4 separate regions of the Mus musculus genome follow, and all the other regions are linked to region 2. A link is a contact called in public HiChIP or PLAC-seq data. All regions are on one chromosome and are shown on one strand. Each heading gives the region's core, a stretch centred on a gene start, on an enhancer-like site or on the middle of the called end of the contact. The rest is flanking DNA. Distances are from core to core; before and after follow the strand shown. Region 1 has its middle 10 kb from the start of Gm41269. Region 2 holds the start of Spef2 (sperm flagellar 2). Region 3 holds the start of 4930556M19Rik (RIKEN cDNA 4930556M19 gene). Region 4 holds the start of Nadk2 (NAD kinase 2, mitochondrial).

The links. HiChIP or PLAC-seq counts read pairs in DNA pulled down with a chosen protein or histone mark.
Region 1: a contact with region 2 is called in an SMC1A HiChIP or PLAC-seq map of large pre-B cells, with 22 times the contacts expected there. The contact joins the enhancer-like site here to the promoter of Spef2 in region 2. A contact is called at or near these places in 5 of 39 promoter capture datasets (the 3T3-L1 cell line, the C10 cell line, embryonic stem cells and 1 more), 1 of 15 datasets of contacts at CTCF or cohesin (large pre-B cells), 1 of 115 datasets of contacts at active chromatin or transcription factors (large pre-B cells) and 2 of 9 other capture datasets (adipose tissue and liver).
Region 3: an H3K27ac HiChIP or PLAC-seq map of microglia shows a contact between it and region 2, with 5 times the contacts expected there. The contact joins the promoter of 4930556M19Rik here to the promoter of Spef2 in region 2. A contact is called at or near these places in 1 of 39 promoter capture datasets (the C10 cell line) and 1 of 115 datasets of contacts at active chromatin or transcription factors (microglia).
Region 4: a contact with region 2 is called in an H3K4me3 HiChIP or PLAC-seq map of embryonic stem cells, with 6 times the contacts expected there. The contact joins the promoter of Nadk2 here to the promoter of Spef2 in region 2. A contact is called at or near these places in 3 of 115 datasets of contacts at active chromatin or transcription factors (embryonic stem cells and stem cell-derived neural progenitor cells) and 1 of 9 other capture datasets (liver).

The regions. Positions count from the first base shown.
Region 1 is chr15:10,345,788-10,348,900 of GRCm38.p6, reverse strand. It overlaps a transcript of Prlr not described here. Among named protein-coding and RNA genes, the nearest start is that of Gm41269, 10 kb to the left of the region's middle. Within about 2 kb of position 1,625, at least 16 of the 459 cell types and tissues checked have an H3K27ac peak or open chromatin away from gene starts, as enhancers often do. A contact at or near this core is called in pre-B cells, where this site is marked.
Region 2 is chr15:9,747,127-9,750,292 of GRCm38.p6, reverse strand. It overlaps Spef2 (sperm flagellar 2), which reads left to right and starts at 1,425. Exons shown (of 37, transcript NM_001305042.1): 1 at 1,425-1,581. The coding sequence starts at 1,524.
Region 3 is chr15:10,713,367-10,716,697 of GRCm38.p6, reverse strand. 4930556M19Rik (RIKEN cDNA 4930556M19 gene) reads right to left here and starts at 1,862. Exons shown (of 7, transcript NR_045063.1): 1 at 1,718-1,862; 2 at 1-50. It overlaps Rai14 (retinoic acid induced 14), which reads left to right and starts at 2,067. Exons shown (of 18, transcript NM_001166408.1): 1 at 2,067-2,175.
Region 4 is chr15:9,069,494-9,072,718 of GRCm38.p6, reverse strand. Nadk2 (NAD kinase 2, mitochondrial) reads right to left here and starts at 1,459. Exons shown (of 13, transcript NM_001040395.4): 1 at 954-1,459. The coding sequence starts at 1,217.

The sequences.
Region 1 (3,113 bases), core at 376-2,875, 600 kb before region 2:
ATGTATGAGATGTGAAATATTTGTCTTTATTTTATTCCAATCCAGAACCATCATATAATGATTAAACCAGCTGCCTAAGAGACCATGCCTTCCAGGTTTCTGCCATTCAAAAACAGATTTCAATGTGTGTGTGTGTGTGTGTGTGTGTGTGTGTGTGTTTTATAGCAGTACCAATAGGAGATACACTGACAAACACAATGAAAATTAGAGAGGATGAAAAGGTGGGGTGGATGGTTTCACAATCCACAGTCTTGCAGGAAGTGCTGTGGTAAGTTTCCCCTGTTCTTGTGCTCTTGTTGAGTATTCAGTGAGGAATATGTACACAGGGAATGACACTGTGGTCAGTAAGAAAATCTTTATTTAAAGAGGTCTAAGAGGATCAATATGGAAGACAGAGGCTTCTTGTGTCCTTTCTATTTTATGTCATCTCACCTATAATTTGCAGGCTTAGAATGCTCTCTCTTCTCCAAATGTTTTCTCAGCATTGGTTTGAACAAGACATTATTGATCCCTTCCTGAGCCTTCTTCAAGTTCTTGTTTGTTAGTTATATCATCCTACAGCCTCACAGTAAAGACATCTTACTGTTTTGGAGGGTATCTTCAGTTTTCTTGTTAAAATGTTGACATTTTTATTTATGTGTATGTGTGTAATGTGTGCAGATGCCCATGGAGGTCAGAAGAGGGTGTTGGATTCCTTGAAGCTGGAATTATAGGCAATTGTAAATTGCCCTACATGGGTGCTGGGAACTGAACTCTGGTCCTCTGGAAGAATAGCAAACATTCTTAATCCATGAAATCTTTCCAGCCTTGAAGGGTATTTTATCATGAGAGACTGTGTCAGAGTCACTTACCAAGCTGAAGAGGCAGGCTACCATCTGTGAGAGCTGTCTTGTCTATCTTTCCCTAGCTTCTCAGCTCAGCCTCCACACTTTCCCTTGGGCTTCATTTCTTATGTCCAACTTGCTCCTAACAAAAAAACGCAATTGTCTCTGACTGATCTTTCAATAATACCCAAGAAATGACTTTTTACCCGAGAATGCCTCCAGGAAGCAATGGTACAAGGTAAAGACGAATTGCTATAAATTCAATATAAATTGTGATCTCTTGCTGGGATCCCAGGCCCATTGTGTTTCCAGGGCTGTAGGGAGCATCTATGTGATGTGGTTGACCAAGTGCTTCAGGATGATACATCAACGAGGGCAGTGGACACAAAGCCTTTCTCAGCACAGCGTTGGCAATGTTGTTATTGGATTGTGGAAGCATTAGGTTTTGACTCCCACAAAGTCTGGCTTATGCTCTTCAGCTCATCCGCACCACTGGTTTTACCTTTGAGACACTAGAAGCTACAATCATCATGACTGGGATTTTTTGGGCAGTTGTTAAGATTTGAGCTTTTGTGAAGCACTGGGTATGAGGAGTTTTCCAGAGTGGGAAGCTAAATAGTACATTTTGAATAATTTGTGCGGAAGTGAGTGATTGTGACTTCTTTTTATTTAAAGGGACAGGGTGGGGTGTTATTCTGATGATTATAAAATGTGGTTTCTTAAGTAGAGAGATGAGTGAAGGCACACTCAAGCCCAGAGAAGCGTGAAGCGAGTGGGAGGGAGACAATCTTCCGCTAGTAACTGCCAGCGATCACTTGTGGCTTTGGTACACAGAGCGGGGTGGCAGAAGAGAAGTTACCAGTCAGTTACTTATTGAGATGGCTGCTATCAGGAAGGAACTGATGTCTCAGCAGCCACCAGAGAGAATGTTTACAGAAAATTTCTAGAGCAGAACAAATAGAGAGAAAGAGTGCTTCCATGGGTGAAACACTTCAGTGGCTTCTGAGACCCTCTGGAGAGCAGGGTCTGGCTAAGAATAGGGAAAGCTAAAGCTTCAGAAAACCCACACTGCAGTTACAGTTGTGAACAGACAGAGCCTTGTAAACTGAAAAATAAACTCCTCTTTGTGTGTTTGTGTGTGTGTGTGTGTGTATGTATGTATGAGAGAGAGAGAAAGAGAGAGAGACAGGTAGAGAGAGAGAGAGAGAGAGAGAGAGAGAGGACATAAAGACACAGAGGAACAGAAGCATGCAGAGGAACAGAGAGTGACACACAGAGACAGAGAGACACACAGAGACAGAGAGAGACACATGGAGACAGAGCTATCACCATGTGAAATTGGGGGAACAAGGTGGCAGAAGGCTGAGGCTGAGCTAAAAGAAAGCAAACATGAGCTGCTCCAAAACCACAATTAACACTGATCTCATTTGTCACTGAGCAAAATTTAAAGTCTAACCAGGCAGGCATCCTTGAGACTAGATTATTGGCACTGGGAAAATTCTGTCTTGTTCTCAGCATTTGGCCACGATGGTGGTGGAACCCATTTTGAGAGGCTCATATTTGAGTCTGCTGCTTCAGTAGTCAAGTTCCCCTTCATTGTCCAGTTTTTGGAATCGTCCAGGAAGGGCCAGGCGTGGATCCACCTTGTATTTGCTTGGAGAGCCAGTCTAATTATAGGAGAGAGACCGAGTCAGAACCATGCGGGGGAGCTCCTTTCAGTGGGAAGTCAGTAGGAGTCACAGGGTCACTGTTTCTCATTGAGGTCCACCAATCAATGATGCTAACTACCAGGGCTCCACAAAGGGGGATAAGTGATTGTCTATGGGAATGTAGTTAGCTGGAAGTCAGAGACCTAAGGACAGGATACGGTAGTGCTCTGTCGGTGCTGGTTTTCTCACCCGTGGGGCTTACTCTCCTCAAAGGCAGACAATTAAGTGGTAGAAACTAGGAATAACTGGCCAATGGCTTGTGGTTCACCTCAGTCTTGTGTCTGGGAAACTGGATATATGAGAGTAACTGCAGCTGGCTCCGCCCATAAGCCACACCCAGACATAGAAATTACAATGCAAAAATAACAAGTGATATCAAAAATAAGTCAGCAGGGCTCCTTGAAAGAGGGAAAAATTCCACAGTAACTGATTTTAAGGGTATTTTTTATAGCCCCACATGGAAAAGAATGATAAGAATCATCAACAAATCTAAAGAAGACATAAATCCACACCCAGATGAACTAGCAAGATAGGAATAAACTGCCAAGCAAAATGAGGAGGGTGACCATACACGTGAAAG
Region 2 (3,166 bases), core at 176-2,675:
TTATTACATTCAATGCCTTTTTATTTTTCTACCCAAGTCAATTATGTACAGTTCCCTTTAAGGGTTTTTTATTGGCTCATTGAGGAGTCTAGCCATCGATAAATACATAGTAGTGGAATTCATGTTAGTGTTTAAGTAAAGAGGTATAGTAGGACTTTAGGAATTGTGCATGTCACACAGGACAATTAAAGAGAACACTCAACCTGGTGGTTATTTTGGTCCTGAAGGCAGAAAGCATTTACAAAAGTAGATATCAACTGAGCTAGGTCACTCTAAAACAGGCAGAGAAGAGGAAACTAGAGGGTGGTCAAGAGGGAAGGTGAAGAAATGAAAGCTCAGAGGCCAACTGAGCTTTAGAAACTGGCATGAGTCTCTATGTGAAAATGGACATTCATGAATAAATTCAAACCAGCTATGTGAAATAATTGCCTTCTGTAACACAAGCAACTCCGATCTACTTGAAGCATGGATGAGATGCAAGCCCTCTCATTGCCTTACAAGAAAAAAAGCAATTTTGAAGCATGTGCTGGTCTTCTACCAGAAGCAAGTCATCAGAGTATGTGAGTTTTCATTTAACTTCCTCAACTTGTAAAGCAAGCATTGTGTCTGCATCTAAAGGAAAGAACGGTGAGGTTCAAAGACATTAAGTCATTATTTCCGGGGCAAAGAATTTGTGAAATCAAAGCCAGACAGGATGGCTCACATAAACCTCATTGTGAAACTTGGGCCTTATTGATAGTAAAAAAAATAAATTATAAAAGTATTACAATGAATAATTTAGAGAATTGCTTTTATTGAACAAATTACAGTTCAGTGCACATTACCACTTTTCAAACCAGCTTATGATTTCAAATAACTCTATATAGTCTATCCTTGGTTATTTACAGAAGAGAAATCAAGGTTTATAGTTCATCTGGCAATGACTTTTTTTTTTTTTTAAGAAACCTCTTATTATAATTGCTGCTCACACTCTTTTTTTTTTTTTTTTTTTTTTTTGGAAAATACATTTTATTTTTTTTTTCCATTTTTTATTAGGTATTTAGCTCATTTACATTTCCAATGCTATACCAAAAGTCCCCCTTACCCACCCACCCCCACTCCCCTACCCACCCACTCCCCCCCTTTGGCCCTGGCGTTCCCCTGTACGGGGGCACACAAAGTCTGCGTGTCCAATGGGCCTCTCTTTCCAGTGATGGCCGACTAGGCCATCTTTTGATACATATGCAGCTAGAGTCAAGAGCTCAGGGGTACTGGTTAGTTCATAATGCTGCTCACACTCTTTAGGCCTTCTTTTTGCACTAGCACAGGTTCAGGTCTTACAAGCCAGTAGGGGGCAGACAACAATTTCTGATAACTACGGCTATGCAGTGGGGCCTCCTCCTCTCTGAGCCGGCGACCTAGCTCCAGCCTGAAAGAGCTTCCTTAGCAACTGGTTGCCCTGGGCGACGGGAAGACGCAGTCCAGCTGACTGAGTTCCTGGAAAGTTCCTAGCACCTGCAAGCAGTCAAATTCACCAGTGAGCTATGTCGGAAATCCTGTGCCAGTGGCTCAACCAGGAGTTGAGGGTGTCCCGGACCGTGAGTGAGTGAACTCAGCCAAGGGCAAGCAGTTGAAGCAAGCACGGGATGGTGGGGTGGGGGTGCTGATAGAAAGTAGCTCCAGAGTGTCTAGCAGTGCCTGGCAGTGCTGGCCTGCCCTCCTCAGTGCTACCTAGCCACACTGGGGCTTTCTTATTTCATCATGCCTCTGACATTAGACCTCATCACGTGGTCTTAGCCCTCAGATTTTCTGATCTACTCTCTATTACTAAGGGACGCTAAGTTCTAGGTACTGGTCTGTTCCTGTGTGGAGTAAAAGTTGTTCCTGTCTGTAGTCTGACTGTTGCTTTGCTTTCATGACATCCGCATCAAAATGTGCAAGACGAATCCACGCAGGAAGTGCTTTCAACAGTTACAACTTTTTTTCTGTGTTTCCTCCAGTATAAATTAGATCCACTTGCACTCTCCCTGCTTAACAACAATTGTAGATCTGTTAACATTTGTCAGTTTTAGGAACTTTAAGCTTCCTTTATCCTTTATCAACTTTGGCCATTTGAGGTACCTTTTCTAAGCTAACCTTACTTGATTTTAGCAGAGGCATAAAGTTGTACATGAAGTTTCTAAATTCTTATGGCCCAGGAAGTTACAAACAAGTCAGATTTAGTGGCAACCAGACACTTCCTCTTCTCCTCGCTGGGGGAGGAATTATTGTTTCTTTATTGGTAGCTCATTTTCAATTGCTACGGATTTTCCTTCAGGCAAGATGCTTTCAAAACGAATCATTTCAACATGACCTCCCAGAGGTTCTCTTGCTTCTCTACCAGTTGCTACCAATGGGAGCAGCGGTGCCAGTTCACCCTTGGGTCATCCATAGAAGTTGCTAGGACAGTAAGTAGTATTTGTGCAGGTGTGAGATATCTAAGGATCTTCAGTGAGGAATATTCCAAGTTGCATTACGTGAGGCATAAACATTAGACTTATTATATCCCAAGGCTTCTCCACCCTGCTTTGAGCAATGATAGATTCTTTTTCCCTGTCCTGTCTCCTTGGTTCTCTGAGAGTTTCTCAGCTCAAATAGGATGCTAAACTCAGGACAGTATTTATCATGTATCATTTCCTCTTTCTCTCTCACAGTACTGTCCACCAAAATGCAGTATCACACCCAAGGTTGCACTACTCTGAGGGAGCAGTTACACATTTCTTAGCTTAAGTTGGTTCATTTATTTCATAATAAGATCCACACCATTTCCTCAAGTCCACAGGACCCTTGCAGAGTAAGACACTTTGGGGACAAGCAAATAGAGTTAACCATACACATGAAAACATTACATGCTGTTCTAATACTAATAAGTTTGAGAAATATGGTTTGGGAAGAAAGTATGACTTCATTCTGTGAAGATTAAAAGCTTGGAGACATTTTAAATAAAAATTATAACACCACAAGCTATGAATGGAAAATTCCCAGATTGTCTTTTCCTGCAGGATAAATCTGGAACTCGTTAGCAGAGACACTCCATGATAATCTCATTTTAAACACTAGCAAGGCAACCATTTCTGAAACCCAATTGCTACAAGAAGACTAAGTACACAGACTCTGATGTGGTCAAATTGTGCATGTAAAGGGCTAT
Region 3 (3,331 bases), core at 613-3,112, 970 kb before region 2:
CAGTCCCAGACATGTTCAAAACCTGAGCTCGGTTAGCATTTCTAAAACTCCTGGGCAAAACAAAAACAAAACAATGAGAAGACGTTACTTAACCCCAAACCGATTTCTGTGCAGGAGGAAGCATTTTGAGGGTTGTCTAAGGAAGGTTGAAGACTCTAGAGTACACTGGGTGTTAATTTTGAGTTTGAAAAGATTGAATCTGCAAACGGTTTTGGCACAGTCTCCCCTCCACACAGTGCCTCACACACATCAAACTTGCTGATGGGGGCTGAGTTATAAACTAATGAGGGTAGCACACAAGGCACCTATGGGAACAGGGCAGCGTGAGAAAGGGGTCTTTTCAGGTGACCAGGAAAGATAAGCAGAGGCGAAGACTTGGGTGATGAAAGGCTGGTTAGAGAGACACTTGTTGAATAGTTTAACTACAGTTTGTCGTCGGTTTCCTAAACAATATGCACACACTGGCATTTCCAAAGGAGCCTTTGACAGGCTGTACCACCCTCCCAGCTGCCTCTGATTCAACAAAAAGCAGATCCACAGGTGGTTACCTTTCCTCCAGCTGGAGGATCGGTAGAAGGTACTTAAATACTCTGTTGGTAACTGATTAAAGAACCCAAGATCAAAACCCGGTTAGAAGAAATGGCCCACACTACACAGGGTGCTGTCAATTGTTTCTTTTAGTGTGGTTTTTAGTTCCACATCACATGTGTAAAAGTGTGTATCTTGCTTTGAATTGGCTCCCCACTCCCACTCCCCTGCCCCGCCCCCCCCCCCCAGGGATTCTTTTTGATGTATGGTACTTAGGAAGTAAAGACTATTGAGCTAAAGATGAAGCTTTTGTTTTCTAGTTGGCAAGTTCGCTTGTGAAAGCTAAGGCAAGGTGTTCTCTTAGGGAAAGGAGTGAAGGGGTGGGGTAAAAAAAAACAAACAAACAAAAAAAAACAAACCACCCGATCCGATGGTAACACACAAAGTCAAGATACTGTACACTGATTGCTGTTAGGGTGACTCTCACTTCTGTTGGAACTGGTTGTTTTTCCTCCTTACTTCAGTGGACTTACAGGCGATCCTAGCAAAAATAGCTAGGATCTGCTTACTCTAGAAACCTTTCTGTGCGAAAGACACAACACCAACCAGGAGTCCCATGGAGCTTTGGTGAGTCAAACTTTTTACGATCTAGCTGGCTAGTGGGACTAAAATCCCTGCTTAAATTAGGGGAATAATAGTGAGATTTCAAACCCTCAGAATTAATGGAAGGGTCGATTCGGTTCAGAGGTCCGGTCCTGGTGGTCTGGGGGAGGGAAGCTTTACCGGATCTCAGGACTTCCAAACTCAAGACACCCCGCTGAGGGCGCTCCTGCCCCTATCTAGCCGGCCAGTCCAGGCTGTAGATAGTCTCCCAAGCCCTGAGCAGAACACAACTAAGTTTTGTCTTACACCTGAGGAGTGTTAGGAAACAGTCGCTCCAACCAACTGGTTTAGCCCAGAAAATGTAAGTACATTCTGGTTTACTTTCTTTTCGTTCACACTGGAAATGGAACCGATCTCAGTCTGGTTCAGAGGGGGCTTGGGTCGGTGACTCGGCTTTTCCTAAGACTACAGATAACTTTGGAAACTGACCAGAAACAAGTACTTTTTCCGAGCCCTTATCCTACCCCAGCGGTGGAACCCGCATACCGCGGATCTCACTAACTTCAAGTTAAGGTGTGAGACAGACCCACGCAGAAGGATTCCCACGATCCGCAGAAACGCAAGCGTGGACGTCCGGGACGCGCCGCGGGCCGGGGCGTGGGCGGTCGCAGAGCACCTCCCGCAGGTCCAGGGAGCAGCTCCGGGGCCAGGTCACCTGACTCCCGGAATTTGGGGCCGCGCGGAGTGGGAGTGGCTAGCAACTCCCTCCTGGAGCCCACGGGATCCAGGTCGGGGGCCGGCGCCCGGCGGCCACGTGGTGGTGCTGCCGTTGCCCCCGCCCTGCCGGCGGAGCCCCGGAGCTGAGCGCCCACTGACCCCGCGTCGGGAGGAGGAGGAGAAGGAGGAGGAGGAGGAGGAGGAGGAGGAGGAGGGACCCAGCGCAGGAAGCCGAGCAGGAAGCGAGCCCGGCAGCCGCACTTTCCTGGGGAAGCGGCGGGCGGGACGGCCAGCGGGGCCAGGAGCTGAGGCCGCCGCTTGGATGGGGTGAGTGGCGGCGGCGAGGCTGGGGTGCGGGCTCTGGACTCGGTCCCCGCCTTTGTGTCTGGGGCTGCGCAGAGCTCCGGGCGCCGAGAGGAGCGGGCGGGAGTTTTGGTCTGGACAGAGCTTTGGCCGCTCACTGACCACGGAAGACAGTTGGAAGGGGGGGTGGGGTGGAGGAACGGGAGGATAGTGGGGATCTGGCAGAAAGAGAGAGAGGTGCGACCTAGTTTGGAAAGGGGGTTCGCCTCCTCTGGCGGTCTGGTGCGGGACAGTGGCGCGGGGTGTCTGCGGAGGGAGCGCGGGTGGGAATGAATGACCGGACCCGAGAGGACGCTGTGGCTGCGCCCCCGGGGCAGCCCGTCCCACTTTCGTGCCCTGCCCCGGGTCCGGTGCCCCAGTCCTTGCTCCCTGGCTCGACCCACCTCTTGACTGAACTTGGAAAAGCCGGAGACGGGAGGTGGGAGCGAGAGACGCCCGGTGGCTCTGGAGACCCACAGTCCGCTATTGTTCCTTTACGGACTCAAGGGAGCTGGTGAGCTGTCTGGAGGGCGCAGGCGAGACCACCCTGGGCCTGCCACTACCCCTTACCCCCAACTCTCCTTGTCATTTTCCCCCACCACAGCTCCTAGGAGGGCAGGGAGGAGGATGCTGGAGTTGGGAAACATTCCAAGCTGCTGGGCTTAGGTCGGCATCCTTCGCGACCCGTCCGGGAGGGCAAGCATCCATCCTTCTTTCAACTCTCGCCTACTGTCTTGGGCCAGTTTGTGTCGCCAGTTTAGGTTCTGCAGTTTCCAGTAGTTTTTCATTTTGGATTTCACATTTCCTTTGGTGGAGGGGGGTTAAGTATGGAAAGGCAACAGATGGGGAGATTAAAGCAGATGGAGCCCACTGTGACTTAAAGAGGCAGGGGTGACCTCACAGAGGCCTGAGCTTTATATAAAGCCAGGCTTTCTTTTCTAAGGAGCCCAGCTCAGCTCAACTTTACGTCGTTACCAAGTATGCAGATGCAAGGCCACTCACTTCGTACCTGCTCCTTCCCTTCACTCTGAACTCTGGTGATTTGAATGCTATCGGCTTTAGGAAGAATAGCGCAGAGCAGAGCTGCCTGGGACTAGAAGACTGCTTATTGTCTGGGGTATGAGATCTCAAGGTTGTGAAG
Region 4 (3,225 bases), core at 210-2,709, 680 kb after region 2:
ACTTGCCAAACAATACTGACAAGATGCAGCAGCTAGGCAAGGATTTACAATTTGTTTCCCCTGTGTCTAAAATAAAAATGTGAAGGTAAGGGCATCATTTTAGAACAGCCAGCCTACTTATTCTTGTACATAACTTAGTAATGCTTATATACAATTCAGTCTAAAGCCTTCGGGTGTCTGGAGTCAACAATTACAGGCATAACTGTGGGGGGGGGGGTTCCTAAATAAATTGCTAACAGCCCATTTCCCAAAAGTTACTGGGTAGCACAAAATCAATTTTTTTTTTCAAAAATGGGGAAGCTCGAACTCTGGGTTTAATCCTTCCCACACACACACACGCATGGCATACCTGGCAACGCTATTAGTAAATACACCAAACACGGTGTATGGCGGAGGCCCTGTTACTTCAGGGTTCATGCCTTCTCCCCATTAGCCGGCATACTTGTTCCTTTTCTGACCTTCCAACACAAAAACCCATCTCGGGTCAGCTTTCCTGCCTCGCTGTCCCAGGTGCTTGCTTTTCAAGCAGTAAGAGACCCTGAAGGGACAGGCGACCACAATCCAGCAGGGCTTTCCCTGGCCAGGCCTCTGTCCCCAGGCGAGAAGGGGGTGTGACCGCGGCACTTCGGCCCTCTCTCCGCCACCAGTGGCTGTGCTGGAGAATTTCCTTTCTCCCGGTGGTCTGGGGAGAGGTCCCCAGGACAAACAGGGCGAACAACCCTCATCTTCTCAGCGATGGGAGTCCGTGCTACCGAGGCGGGGGCGAGGACACACGTGGCTTCCCAAGTCCCGGTCCCAGGAGCCCCCTCTAAGGCAGGCTCAGGGCGCCCCAGTCCCATGCCCGAGGGGCCCCACAGGCAATCGGAGGAAGGTTGTCGGGCTTTGGGGGTGTCCTGTGGCCCGTCGCCCCCCACCCCCACCCCGAGTACCGGCCGTCCCCCGCCAGGACCCACCAGCTGCTTCAGGTCCTCCTCCGAGAGCTCCGCGTAGCGGTACCGCTGCTGCTCGAACTCGTAGCGGGTGGTTTTCGCCACCACCACCACCCGCGAGGGGCGGAAGCCGCCGTCGGCGGGGCTACCACCGCCCGCCAGCTCGCGCGGCTGCCCGTGCCCCAAGTGCCGCCGGCCGTCCGCGCCCGAGCCCGAACCCCGCAGAGCCGCGCGGCCACCCGCCACGCGCCGGCAGCTGCCCAGCAGGAAGCCCCGGTAGCAAGTCATGATCCGCGGGGCCGCGGGTGCAGGCTCGCGCTCCCTGCCGCCAGCACCGCGCCGGCCGCGCACAGGTTAAGTGCGGGGACGTGCGTGGAACGCGCCGGGGGGGGGGGGGACGTGCCCAGACGCACGCGAGGGCGGAGAGGCCCCGGGAGGCCCCGGGAGGCGGGGATCCGGGCTGGCCCCCGGGCAGTGGGTTTTATTTGTTTGTTTATCCGTTTTCTTGGGCGCCTGCGCAGTGGCCTCTCGGCCCGGCCCCACCTCCCTCTTCACCCTTTCAGGGAGGCCGCTCTAAGCCCGCCCCCGGGCCAGATCTGTCAGCTAATCAGAGGTCGGGAAGGTTTGGGAGCCCGAGGGGCTGCGGGGATTGGCTGGGGCTGGGAAAGGGACGAAATTCTATTTGGCTTTCGAGCTGCCCGAAGAAATCCAGTTGGAACTGGTCTGGGCGGCGTTGGGGGTGCAGGCGGAGTTTTGAGCGCCTGGCGGGAAAGCAAGTTTCTTGCGCATCTTCCTCTAGTTGCTTTCATTTTTGCTTGCTTTCTGGGTAGTTGGTCATGCTCGTCTAGGGTAAATTTTAACCAGTGTCTGCTGGATGGCTGATGTGGCCGTCGCTGGAGTAAGAGCTGGGGGCGGTGACCTCGCTCCAAACGGCTTCGTTTTGCAGGGCCTGATGGCAAATAAAGATGCCGAGCCCTTTATTAGAGAGGAATTAGAGCTAACCGAGAAGGATCACAGAGCATTAGCCCGAGCTCCGGTGACCACCAAAAGACCACCAGCCTAGAGAGGCAGTGCTGTCAGGGAGAAAGGAGGAGGATAATGAGGGAAGGAGTCTTGTCTAGTCCTGTGTGTCTGTCTAGACCGCGAGATAAGGTTGGAAAGCTGTGTAGGACCAGACTGAAGGGTTAAAAATGTTTTGCACTTTATCCTGTAGGCAAGCTCAGAGCAGTGTTTGATGATTATTGATCTGACTTTGGAATGTTGGGTAGGTAGTCCTTGAAGCTAGAGCAAGGGAAGTTACTGAGTCTGTGGGAACAGTTACACAACCATAGAGATGTAGGCTGATTAAGAATAAAAGGGAAAGCTACAATGAAGGGAAAGTCATAAGACAGGGTAGGTGGCCACTGCCCTGAGGTCCTTGCTGTGGCGTCCTTTCCTTTGCGATCCTGGCACTCCCAGTAAGTGGCCTCTGGATTCCGGGCATGCTATTTCATGTTTGTGACACTCAGATGCCTCTGTGATATCGAACCTGTTTTCTCTTTCACGTCACAGAAAACTACACTTTTGACTCCCACTTCTAGCTGGAAACATCTCAATGGGATATCCTAGTCAAATCTTATTTTGGATCCTTTCTTCTGCCTCTTCCAAAACATTGCTTCATTACACCATCCTCTCGGATGTGTCTTGAATTCTCTCAGGAAAACCCCTGCTGGGTTTTCCACTTCAGTCCTTAAGATTCCCATGTCTAGGACATTTAAAACTTTAAAGATTGAAAGAGCCTTCTACACCCCAGTTGTTTACCTGTTCCCTAACTCCCACTTACTGATATATTCAGCGGTTCTCAACCTCTGGGTCATATATCCGATGTATGTATATCCGATATGTTCATTATGTTTCATCACAGTAGCAAACTTACAATTCTTTTTTTTTTTTTTTTTTTTGGTATCATAACCAATTTCTCACTATTCTTTTTTTTTTAACTTAGGAGTAAGTTTTTTTTGTTGTTTTGTTTTTATTTTTTATTGGCTATTTTCTTCATTTACATTTCAAATGCTATCCCAAAAGTCCCCCTATACCCTCCTCCCTCCCCCTGCCCTGATCCCCTACCCACCCATTCCCACTTCTTGGCGCTGGCTTTCCCCTGTACTGGGGCATATAAAGTTTGCTAGACCGAGGGTGCTCTCTTCCTAATGATGGCCAAGTAACTATGGTTGGGGGTCACCACAACATGAGGAACTGTATTAAAGGGTTGCAGCGTTAAGAAGGTGGAGAACCACTGATACAGGTTCAGGACAGA